Regions from separate parts of the Mus musculus genome. Here region 1 is linked to region 2. Evidence: chromatin contacts called from public promoter capture Hi-C data. All regions are on one chromosome and are shown on one strand. Each heading gives the region's core, a stretch centred on a gene start, on an enhancer-like site or on the middle of the called end of the contact. The rest is flanking DNA. Distances are from core to core; before and after follow the strand shown.

Region 1 (6,181 bases), core at 1,622-4,121, 120 kb before region 2:
ACTCAGAGAATAAGCTTGGATAGCCCGCCCACACCCCACTTCTAGGAAGTGTTTGCTCTGAGCTTGGGCTCCATGCTCCCTGCTGGCATTCTTGTCACCTTTGGCCCATTTGGCTGCCCTTTGGGGCTCAACCACAGCCACCTCCTGCCTCAGGACAACAGACCAGTCTCACCCCCAAAACAGTTTGTGATGGCTACTCTTGGTTGTCAACTTGACTACAGTTGGAACTAATCCCCCTCCCCCAAGTGGAGGGGCTTTAGTGGGAGTGGGGGGTGGTGGGGGGTGCCTAATGGAACTCAAGGCAAGCACTCACTACTGAGTCCTAGGCCCAGCCCTGTCCTTTTAACCCTTAATGCCCCCAACCCCTCGCCAACCAAGATGTCGGATACACAATGTCTCTCATTAGAGAGGCTCCCTGCTTCTCCCTAAGGTCTCAGCACCCAACAGAGGATACAGTGGCTGTGCCAGCAAGCCTGAGTCTCCTCTCCCACTGTCAGGACAAGCCTGTGGGCGGGGGCTCCTCACAGCGGACCACGTGGGCGCCATGTGCCACTGTGTGTGGGGGAACCTCGAGGGGCAGTAGGGTAGGAGGGGGAAGGGGTGGGCTGGACACCCTTTCCTAAATGTTAAATAGTGTCAAAGGGCTTAAAAGGTGCCTTTGGGAAGCTGGGCAAGGGTGGCAGTCAGCTCAGGTATGGTCCTGGATAACATGGTTGGTGGCCCGCTGGGATACTGGGCCAGTGTGACTCATTTGTGGACTGTGTTGTCCCCATGGCTTTGAAGAACTAAGGGAAGAGACAGTAGGAACATCTTTCTGGCTGAAGTCTCCGGATCAGCCTTACTAAATGTAACTGAAGAAAATACAAGTTTAGATACAAATATTTTTAAGTTTGGTATTTATTTATTATTTATTTAGAGAGCCAGGATCTCTCTACATAGCCCTGGCTGTCCTGGAACTCACTATGTAGACCAGGCTGGCCTCAAACTCACAGAAATCTACTGGCCTCTGCTTTCAAGTGCTGGGAATAAAGGCATGTGTCACCATGCCTGGCTAAGACTTTTCACAAGTCAATACTTTACGGAAAACAGGCAAAGAAGGCGACGTGGTAAGGGACAAGAAAAGAAGAAACACGTGCACTTCTTTTTCCTGTTTTGTTTACCAGACAGGGTTTCTCTGTGTAGCCTTGGCTGTCCTAGACCAGGACTCTAGACCAGGCTGGCCTCGAACTCACAGAGATCCTCCTGCCTCTGCCTCCCAAGTGCCAGGAGTAAAGGTGTGCACCACCACCACCCGGCAGATAGACTTAAAAAAAAAAAAAGTTTAACATACAATCTTTTATCTCTAGATTAAAAAAAAAAAAAAAAGACTTAAATTACCAGGACATTATTTACAAGATTAATCACCTCTCTGTGAGTGAGGTGCTGGGGTGGGTGGGGCGTGTACGTGCTAGGCAAGCACCGAGCCCAGGGGTCTCACATTTAAGCCATCACATTGGACATGAAGGGGACACTAAGGGCCCCTCTTTGTGACAGGCAGGGTTGGCTGGGACAACTCATTTTCCAGAGTGAAGGCAAGGAAGGACCCAGTCTTCTGACAGCAGGGGCAGCTAACACTGGAGAAAGCACCACACACAGGTTTGCCGCCACGTTGCCAGTAATGAGCAGTTGTCTTTTTAGTGTTTAAGAGAAGCGCTTGGTTTGTTTTTGTTTTTGTTTTGTTTCTGAGATATCTTTCTGTGGAATCCTTTTAAATACTTGTAGCATCCAGAAAACTCATAAAGAACAAACACTACACCATCTTCCCCAGTCCTGGGGCCCTGGGGATCTCTCTCGGGTGCACTGATCGCTGCCCTCCTGGGCAAGCAGAGACCCTGGCCTGGTTCACGGTGTTTGGAGCACATCATCTCGCTCCTTTTCTGGAGAAGAAATAATTGACACGGAGTCCCAGGAGTCCTCCTTCGGTGAACCGTCCTTGTCCAAGACCTCTAAGATGAATTGGTCTGGGTCCTTTAGATACTAGAAAAGGATAGAAGGCCAGCCAGTTACAGACAGTCCGATACAATGTCCCTACTTGTAGTTGATGTAGTCATATTATAATCAGGTACAACTCCACTTTGTCCATCAATGAAGTGATACCACCACCAATCGTCATTGTTAACTGTTGTGACCCTAGGGGTCAAGCCCAGGCCTGGCACACGGTAAGGGCACACTGCTGCTAACTCATGCTCAGCCCTGATTTCCAGCACGTGCCTGCCTCTTCAGCCCTCATCTCTGTAATGGCGCAGGCCCAGGTGTAGCTCAGAGCAAGAGCGCTTGTCTAGAAAGTACAAGGGCCTGGGCTCCATCCTCTGTTCATCTGATGAAAGCTGGGAAGGGCAGAACTCAGGAAAAGTGGGAATCCCCACTGTGCCCAGCTGTGGCAGGATAAAGCAGGGAACGTCCCTAAACTCTAGCCCCTCCTTCCACCTGCACACAACCCTGGACGCATCTGGGTGGGGCTAGGATCCTCACAGTGAAGAGGGGTCTCACAGCCCTGAACTTTCTTTCCCTTTTGCTCTTGGCTATAAACCCCCCAGGATTCCAGGGCTCCATCCGCAGCTCTTAGAAGTGCTATCGGCCAATGGAAAGAGGAACAGAAGTCATGTGCGTGCCATGTGAAACCTCAGACACAGAAGCGGAAACCAATCTCTACTCTCAAGTAACGTCAGCAGCCTCTGGCAGTTCTTCACACTTTCCCAAGAAAGTACAGCAAAACCTTAGATTTCTGCCCCAGAGAAACAACTGTGGTGGCCCAGGCTCAGTTCCTCTGAGGGCTGTACCTGAGAGTCAGGACGAGCCCAGTGAAAGCTCAAGGGCCATCGGGAACTGTTACTCTTTGGCAGTGTCAACAAGGGAAACCTTTAACCCATCACCACGAGCCACGTGTTATATAGACTCTGACCTAACCCAACAGCCATTTTACTACTTAGTTATTCTGTGTGAACGTATGTGGGTGGGCATGTGCCCACGCACGGGGGCGGGGGGGGCAGAGGACGGCACGGGGTGTCCATTCTCGCCTACCACGAGGGGGCGGGGCCACAGCGGGTCACTCGCGCATCTGCGCACTGACCTCTTCGATTTGTTCCGGGATGTTTGGCGGAGCCTGAAACCAGTACTTCACTCGGCTTTGGTATTTGAGGAACAGGGTGAAGCAGGCGCCCGTCAGGCCGAGCAGCAATGCGAAGATGCCCAACGGAATCAGGATGACTTGCTGCAGCCTGGCGGAGGCTAAAGAAGATGACACAGAAGTGAGCAAGCCGCCAGCAGCAGTCCACGCCCCATCTCCCACTGCTGGGCCGTTTTCTCGTCCCAGGAAGACCCACAGGCCCTCTCTACCCCCTTGCCTCAATATGCGCTTAAACTAATAATTTTGACCTGAACATGTAAAACCTGAAAATTTCTATTCAAAAATCAAAAACTGCCCTGTCATAATACCACAAATGGAAAATTCCACATCCAAATTCACCTGATGGGCCCCGGTGCAATTGGAGCGGTGAGATGGTTCAGCAAATGAAGTTGCCTGCCTCTAAGACCGACAGGCCTGCATTTTGTCCTGAAGACCCATGTGTGACAGCAGAGGGCAGTGTGAACGTCCTCTATCCTGTCACAATACCACAGAGTGTCCTCTGACGGCCACTCAAGTGTACTCACATGACATGTATGCATGCACGCTCCCACACACACGCGTGCACACACACACACACACACACACACATGCACACAAACCCCCCACTTAAGTAAGCAAAAAATGCAATAAAAAATTCTATACCAGTGTACTAAAAATATTATATAAAGCCTCCTTCAGGCTATGCATGCAAGGTGTCTATGAAAACATAAGGGAATTTTATGGTCAGATTTAGGATTCATCCCTAAGACACCTCATTTTATATATATATGCAAACATTTTAAAATCTGAAACAAGACGACCACAAATCTGACATACTCCTGGTCCCAGGCGTTGTGGCTGCTGCTCAGCCTAGTCACACAGCCATTGCTGCTGAGACCTCAATATAATTCTCCTGTCGGGTAAGCACTTCCGGTCTCTTCTCCGACCACCAGCCACATGCCACAGCATGCCATCCTAACCACTTCAGGAGAAGCCTTTTTTGCAGCAGGTAATGGATACATGAAGGTATGTCCTACCATTTGCTGTTGTTTCGTGACAGGATACATTGCTCAAGAGCCCATGTGGTCGGATTTTTTTGTTTTTCAAAATCAGTTGTGCCTCAGTTTGTAAACAATATACTCTGTATGGCTTCAGATTGCCCAGCACAATGGAGTTGCTCTTGAAAGGGCCTTCAACCTGTGTAGACAGCACCAGAGCCACACAGGTCAGACGGACAGACAGACAGACAGACAAGCAGAGGGACAGATGGGGCCATGCAGCTTCTAGCTTTTCTAGTGACTCCTCAAATCCACAGTGAACACAACCAAATGGTAACAAGACTGAGGGGCTGTAAATAACGGAGATAAGAGATAGAACACCAACATGCCGGACTTTACAGAGGTGCGGAGGGAGTGAACTCAGCTTCTTGGGATCACATAGCAAACGCTGTGCCCACCGAACCATCTCCCCAGCCCGAGGCTTTAGTTTTACAGGAGAAATTTCTATACTAGAAATTAAGATTTGTGACGTTCTGGACACCTCATGAGGCTTAATGAAAAAAAAAAAAAAACTCTAAAGAGAAAAAAACCATAAACAAAGAAGAAAAGGGGCCTTACCTGTTCCTGTTGGGTTTCTGACTTTTCCCAGTAGTGGACAAGATACTGAAAAGTTGCCCCGTGGAACACATCAAAGGGAGGGGAGAAGTGTATGACGAGGGAACCTTTTCCTGGGGTCACCGAGATGTTTTTCGGAGGTCCAACAGTAACTGAAATAGAATCACAGAGACCTCACGTGAGTGACACAGGCACCCGTATACACTGTGTGTGCCTATTAAACACCACACGTATGTACACTGTGTGTACACACACGTTCACACTTACACTCGCAATGGGCTGCACTCAGATGCCCGTTCTGAACAGGAGGTTTACCAGGGAGCTAGCATCCAGGACTGGCCCTGCTGAAAGGCCCTGTGAGCCGGGATCTATCAGGGCTACATGGAAGTTGTTTCCGTTCCCATCAGGGAGGGCCGTGCAGCACTCTGCAAGGGTTTTTGGTCTTGCTCAAGGCATTCAAGATTGTTCTAGCTGAGATGCTGTCTCTCAGCTGGGAGTTGTTTGACTGCAAGCAAAGCTTGTAGAATCCCAGCAGGCGTCAGAATCCCAGAGAGACAAGAACAGAAACTTAAACTGGAGGCGAAGTTTTCATTCAGGGTAGAAAAGATGTGCAAGGTTTGAAATTTGCACAGAAGTGTGTGGCTCTGGAGAGTATGATGTTAAGTGAGGGAAAAAGACGCCGCCTGCTCTGCCTCATACGAGGATCCCAGTCTACCACGTCCACGTGGAACACGAGACATGTTACAGGTAGGTAAACAGGACTAAGTGACAGTGTGATATAACATTTACCGCATCATTGAGTTTTCCTCTACAGTTGATTTTTTGAGACAAGGTCTCTCAATGTGTGGCTCTGTCTTGCTTGGAACTCACTCTGTAGACCAGGCTGGCTTTGAACTCATGGACATCTGCCTGTCTCAACCTCCCAAGTTCTGCAACTAAAGGTGTGTGCCACCCTTATCCCCCAGCTCACTTTTAAATAAGCTGGCATTTTAATGGCTCTGGGTTATTTGGGGGATCTTTTATTTATTTATTAATTTATCCAGCTTTATTTTAAATTTTCTATCACATTTTGCTGTTGTGATAACAACACATAACAATAAAATCTGCCATGCTACCTAGGATTATACTTCGTTTGTTTGTTTGTTTGTTTGTTTGTTTGTTTTTGAGACAGGGTTTCTCTGTGTAGCCCTGGCTGTCCTGGAACTCACTCTGTAGACCAGGCTGGCCTTGAACTCAAAGATCCACCTGCCTCTGCCTCCCAAATGCTGGGATTAAAGGCGTGCGCCACCACGCCCGGCTAGGATTATACTTCTTAAAAAACAAAAAACAAACAAAAAAACACAGCCAAAAACACTAACTGCTTACTACAGAATTGACTATGTAGACAGCGGTCACATCTGTTGTCTTATACTTGAATTTTGAG
Region 2 (5,777 bases), core at 1,170-3,669:
CAAGGCAGGAGTGGGGAGTGAGTTCTTTCTGAATTTTTATCTCTGTGTCCTCGGCATAGGAAGGCAGGCATCTCTGGTTGTACAGTATAGAAACAAAAAGGCTTTTTGCAGGCTATAGAGAACAAAGAGCTTTTTTCTAGCTGTATTTTTAAAGATCAGGGAAAATAAGCTTGGGGAACATCCAGGGGCTGTACCTTCCAGGGAGAAACGCTCTAAGTCGGGGTCTCACAGTTTTTACTAGTTTTGTTTTTCTCTTGCATGTGTGCTTTGGCTAACTATAGTTTTTTTTGTGTGTGTGTCTTGTTTTGTTTTGTTTGTTTTTTTGTGTGTTTTTTTGTTTTATCTGCATGTATCAAAGACTCTACTCCACATGTTCACTTGTTGTGCCAAGAAAACTTCGGTTACAATTTTAAAAAGATACATTAATTCAGTCCTCATTCTGAGTACTAACTCTGTAGAATGAGTCATGCCAGGTGCTACCACACAGGGAGGAGTAGCAGCGACATAGAGAGCTGCTCCCCAGTAGCACTGGTGGGGCAGAAAGACACGGCTCCAAGGTGATCAAAGGCCTCTAAAAAGAAACGGAGTTAACTTCTGATTTCCTGAACAGGTCTGAGTACCGAGTGAATCCAGCTAGCTGAGAATTAAAAACAGAAGTAACCATTTCCCAGAAAACACTTGTCCAAGCCTACTGGGTTTAGCCCGAGGAGCTGTGGAATGAACGAAGGAGCCAGCTAGCTAGGGTTGTTTCCGCTGCAATTTATTTTGGGGTGTGTATGTGGTGGGGTGAGGTTTGCTGACAAGAGCGTGGTCCTGGGTGCCAGCAGGATCAGTGGATTCTCAATTTTGAGTTGCAATGGGGGCAGCATTAAGTAAAAGTGGCTAAGACAGACTTCATCCAAATGAGATTGCACCTGGTTTATCTTAAAGCCAGTATCAAAGGGGACAGGCACGTTCCTGGGACGGAGAGTGCCAGCGTCACTGTCCCCTAAAACTCTGCCTATGCTGCCAATGGTTTTATTTGTGGCTTGTTGGGGGAACTGTGCATGGAAAACTGACTAGGGCATTTCCATCCCCCTCCACCCCCATGGCTGCAAGGCTGACATCCATAGTGACAGAAAAATGGGGTGCTTTGAAGTTAATCCAGCCACTGGAGCAGGGGGCCCTGTGAAGAAGCACAGTGAACCTGTGGGCAACCCAGGCAACCCGGGGTTGCAGGCTAGAGCCAGCAAAGGAGGCCAGGGATGGGGAGGAGAGGGAGAGAGTTTGTGTCTTGGGCCTTCTGTAAACAGGAGGACACATTCTGCCAGGACATCTTGGTGTCCCAGAGGACACCCTGCTGGTGTTGACCGTGACCCTAACACCTTGAATACTCAGAAATTCTTTTGCCTTGCCTTTGGGGGTTCTTCCTGCCTCCACTCCCTGGCTGTGAAGTTAGCAGCTTTGCCCACATCCTATCAGCACAGCCAGAGCCTCAGCACAGCCACCCACACCATGCGGCTCCAAGGGCTCTGTGGCTGCTTGTTATTCTATGTGGGAGATCCCTGTAGAAGAATAGAGGACCTGGCAAATAACGAGCTTTTAATAGGTAGTGCTTTTTCATCAATATCACATTTAAAAAAAAAAAAAAAAACATGTTCAGTCAGGATGTGATGGTGCATGCCTCTTTTTTTTTTTTTTTTTTTCCGAGACAGGGTTTCTCTGTATAGTCCTGGCTGTCTTGGAACTCACTTTGTAGACCAGGCTGGCCTCGAACTCAGAAATCTGCCTGCCTCTGCCTCCCGAGTGCTGGAATTAAAGGTGTGCACCACCATGCCCGGCGATGCATGCCTTTTTATCTAGCTCTTAGAAGTCTCAGGCAGGAAAACCATGACTTCAAGCCAACCTGTGTTACGTGGTGAGACTATGCTACCTTAAGAGGCAAGAGAAAGAAAACAAGGTTCCAAGCACATCTACGAGGAAGACAACTGTTATCTTAATTCCCCAGACCTTAGAACTCATCTTTGAACTCCTGGATCTCTCCCTGTGAGGCCCCTGCAGGCTCCACAGGGGAGGCGCTCACGATGCCCTATCAGCAAATGCAGACAGCTTCTCAGATGGTTGGGAGCTGCATAGGCAGTGTCCCCTACCTTGGCACCAAGAATGTGACACCTAACGAACACCACCCTTTCTGTAAGCCTGGACAGAAAATGTTATTCATGAGAAAAATAGAGATTGCTGAGACCAAATACCAGCACCAGTTTGCAAGGCCTGAGCAAACTTTTAAAGGGTCTATTTGTTCTTATTTTATAAACATTTGCTTGAATGTATGCTGAGTGTGCACCACATGCATGCCTTGTGGCCAAAGAGGTCAGAAGAGGGCCTCAGCTCCCTGGAGCTGGAGTTACAGGCAGTTGTAAGCTGCCACGTGATTGCTGGGAAGTGAGCCCAAGTCCGCTTCCAGAGCCACGGGTGCTCTTGACTGATAAACCACCTCTCTAGCCCCAGAAGTCACTCTTTGATTTGATTAAACAAGCAAACATGACCATTCGAACGCTTGTTGGCTCACGTAGTCTTTTTGCTTTGGGATTTATTTACGTTATTTGTGTTTTTCTTTTGCCCCACCTTTTAAAGAAAAAAAGTCTTTTTCTCTCTTGTAGGAGTGGTCTTGTCTCTGAATAGTTCTTTTTAGTTCACTTTCACCTTTCCAGCAGGGGTTTAACCTGTCCACTGTGGCCATCTTAGACCTGGTAACTTGTGAGTGTGGGGGACTGCTTGCATAACTTTGGGTTCTAAGCTTGGCCAGCTTTCTTTACTAGGTACCAGTGATAACCTAGCCAGCTGAGACAGTCAACTGTGTTTCCAGGTATTTCCTCACGTCCCCTGGGGGACAAAACCAACTCCCATGGAGAAACACTTCTCTGGTAATGAGAGTGCTCTAGAAATTTGAACATAGTCAACTCCTGTGTGTTTCAGAGAGGTCACGTGTAATTACTCTTTTCCTCCCAAGCAACAAGAAGGCAGAGATCCTTGGATTTAAAATTTTCCCCTTCTGAGGCTAATGAGGCCTTAACCCCAGACAAAGAGCTTCAGACAGCGAAGGGATGTTGACAGTGGGAGTCCTCCCCGGGAAAGTGCGCAGCAATTTGTTATCCAGGACCAAGGGGCCAGCCCCGAAAATGTACATACAAATGCAATCATATAGACTGAGCAGGTCACATTTAGGAATACACACACACACACACACACATGTATACACAGACACATATACATATACACATGTAACAACATTTTTAAAAAGGAGAGACCATGAACTTGAAGGAGTGCAAGATGAGGAATACAGGGAGGTCCAGAGAGATGAAAGGGAAGGGCAAAATGTTGTGATTATATTATATTCTCAAAAATGAAAGAAAAATGAAATGATATAATTAAGCAAAAAGTTCTTTTCTTTCATTTTAGTTACTTTAAATAACTACAGTTGTTCAAAGTTAAAAAAAAAAAAACCAAACTGTATTTTTTAGATGGGTGTCATGTAGCCCAGGCTGGCCTCAAGTCCACTATGTAGCTCAGGTTGACCTTAGCTCCTATCAGTTTTCCAACTGTCTCTTGGGTGGGGTAAAGTATGGTCCACCATGCCTGGATTTTATCTTTAGTTGCAAAGCTGTCTCTATTTGTTGTGTAAAACATAAACATTTAAAATGTGTATGCATTATGAGATGACTAACTTAATTAACATAGGTATTATTCTATAGATAAGATTTAATGTTGCTATAATGTAAAATTTGTTCTCTTAGTGGCTTGCAAACAGTTTCATATTCATATTCTTGATCATGGGAATCAAGAGGACCCTGCTCCAATGCTATACTATAGAGGGCTTGTTTGAACTGTTGCTGTTTGATATAATGAACCAATATTTGTTTTGATTGGCCAGTGTACTTCCCAGGCTTTTCCTGTATTCGAAAATAGCACCCCTTCCCTCTGAGGTCAGTTTCCTTCTTCCTAAAATAATGCCAAAGATCTTTAATAAAGGTCCTTTGAAATCAAAGCCTCTCGCTTTTGTTTGTCTGAGTCTTCATTGTATTTCTTTTCCTGGCATTTTTGCAGTAATTTTCCTGAAAAAAAAAAAAAACACGCAGTAGCGTAAACAAGGCCAGGTGGACTGGGTTTGAATGCATTCAGGAGGAATTCCACCCCTCCAGGCCTCTCTGTAAGGTTGTGTTTCCCTTCAAGAAAGTCTGCCATCTCTGTTCTCCATATCCAGCAGGTTCACTCTCACGTGATCTCTCCATTTTTGCATCTTGAACAGATTGGGGTTTGAGATTTCTAACTTGTATCTATTGGCCATTTAGACACTGGCACTTTGCCTTTGCTGGATAGTTTGTCTGCTCTTCTCCGACTCTGGCTAGCCTCATGACAGAGCTCCTCTCTCCTTCCTTGTCTCGCATTGCAACTGTCTTTCTGTTCTCCTCCCTGCTCTGGAAAATCATTAGTCTTAATAGCAAGATGCTCTGCATACAGACAACACACTTTTGCCTAGAATATCCTAAATATTCTACTCTAAAGCTATTTAGTTAGACAACATTCTTAAGATATGATTTTAGGATAACTGTATTTCTGCAAAGATACAGTTTATGAAATGCTAGTCTCTTATACTGTGAAATATTTTTTAGGTGAGCGTCACATCAGGAGAGATGGCGCAGAGCAGTAGTTTGCTCTCTGGAATGTGGTGGGCCTCCACTGATCCATTGGAGGTGGTATGAGAAGAAAACAACAGACAAACAAACACACAGACAAACAAACAAACTGAGGTCTTCCTACCCCAAACTGCCTTTGAACTTGAAAGGAGACAACATCTTCCCTGGGTTGACAGCCTGGTGCTCTGTAGTGAGAATTTTGGTTTCTTTAAAAACAAAGAAATGTGATGGAAATATGTTTTTGTCCCAGGTATGGGATGTGGGGTTGCTTCCGGATGTTCACAGCAGCAGACTATGATTTACCTCGTGCTCTGGCAGGGTCATTTTGCCAGTTGCAAATAGTTTTTTGCAAGTATATGACATTTGGAATTATGGGGACTATTGAGAGAGTATATAAATGCAAGGGTCCTGATCCTGAGAGGGGTGTGGGTGCTGCTGCTGCTCTTCCCGCTGCTGTCTGCTGGATTCTGTCTGCTGTGTCTGCTGTCTGCTTTCTGCTGTCTGCTGTCTGCTATCTGCTGTCTACCTGCTGGATTCTGTCTGTTCTCTGCTGTCTGCTATCTGCTGGATTCTGTCTGTTGTCTGCTGTCTGCTGTCTGCTGTCTGCTGTCTACCTGCTGGATTCTGTCTGTTCTCTGCTGTCTGCTATCTGCTGGATTCTGTCTGCTGTCTGCTGTCTGCTGTCTGCTGTCTGCTGTCTGCTGTCTGCTGTCTGCTGTCTGCTGTCTGCTGTCTGCTGTCTGCTGGATTCTGGTTGCTGGTTGCTGGTTACTGGTTACTGGTTACTGGTTACTGGTTACTGGTTACTGGTTACTGGTTACTGGTTACTGGTAGGAGATATGCTGACTAAAAGATCAAATTTGCCCCAAGGAACTTGGTGGCCCTAATCAACAGGAAGTAGTCTAACATAACTGATGTCCCCCTTCCCCTCCAGCCTTCTTTCTCTCCTACTTAGTGTTGAGAGTCTGGAAGGGAGAAGCGAGGAGAAGGCTGGAGGAAATAAGAATCCATAAAATCACCAGAAGTCCAGCTACAGTGGTCTGCCCTCGAGATTTGGGTCTTGCTGACTCTCACAAATGCATGAGCCAGTTCCCTGGAACAAAT

The links. Capture Hi-C pulls out chosen DNA fragments and counts their contacts.
Region 1: a promoter capture Hi-C map of liver shows a contact between it and region 2. The contact joins two enhancer-like sites. A contact is called at or near these places in 1 of 484 Hi-C or Micro-C datasets (thymic regulatory T cells), 1 of 115 datasets of contacts at active chromatin or transcription factors (CD8 T cells) and 2 of 9 other capture datasets (adipose tissue and liver).

The regions. Positions count from the first base shown.
Region 1 is chr16:91,558,706-91,564,886 of GRCm38.p6, reverse strand. Ifngr2 (interferon gamma receptor 2) reads right to left here. Exons shown (of 7, transcript NM_008338.4): 4 at 4,762-4,910; 5 at 4,183-4,342; 6 at 3,110-3,267; 7 at 880-2,016. The coding sequence ends at 1,882. Among named protein-coding and RNA genes, the nearest start is that of Ifngr2, 15 kb to the right of the region's middle. Within about 2 kb of position 2,871, at least 41 of the 459 cell types and tissues checked have an H3K27ac peak or open chromatin away from gene starts, as enhancers often do. A contact at or near this core is called in CD8 T cells and liver, where this site is marked.
Region 2 is chr16:91,438,258-91,444,034 of GRCm38.p6, reverse strand. No RefSeq gene overlaps it. Among named protein-coding and RNA genes, the nearest start is that of A930006K02Rik, 24 kb to the left of the region's middle. Within about 2 kb of position 2,419, at least 84 of the 459 cell types and tissues checked have an H3K27ac peak or open chromatin away from gene starts, as enhancers often do. A contact at or near this core is called in CD8 T cells and liver, where this site is marked.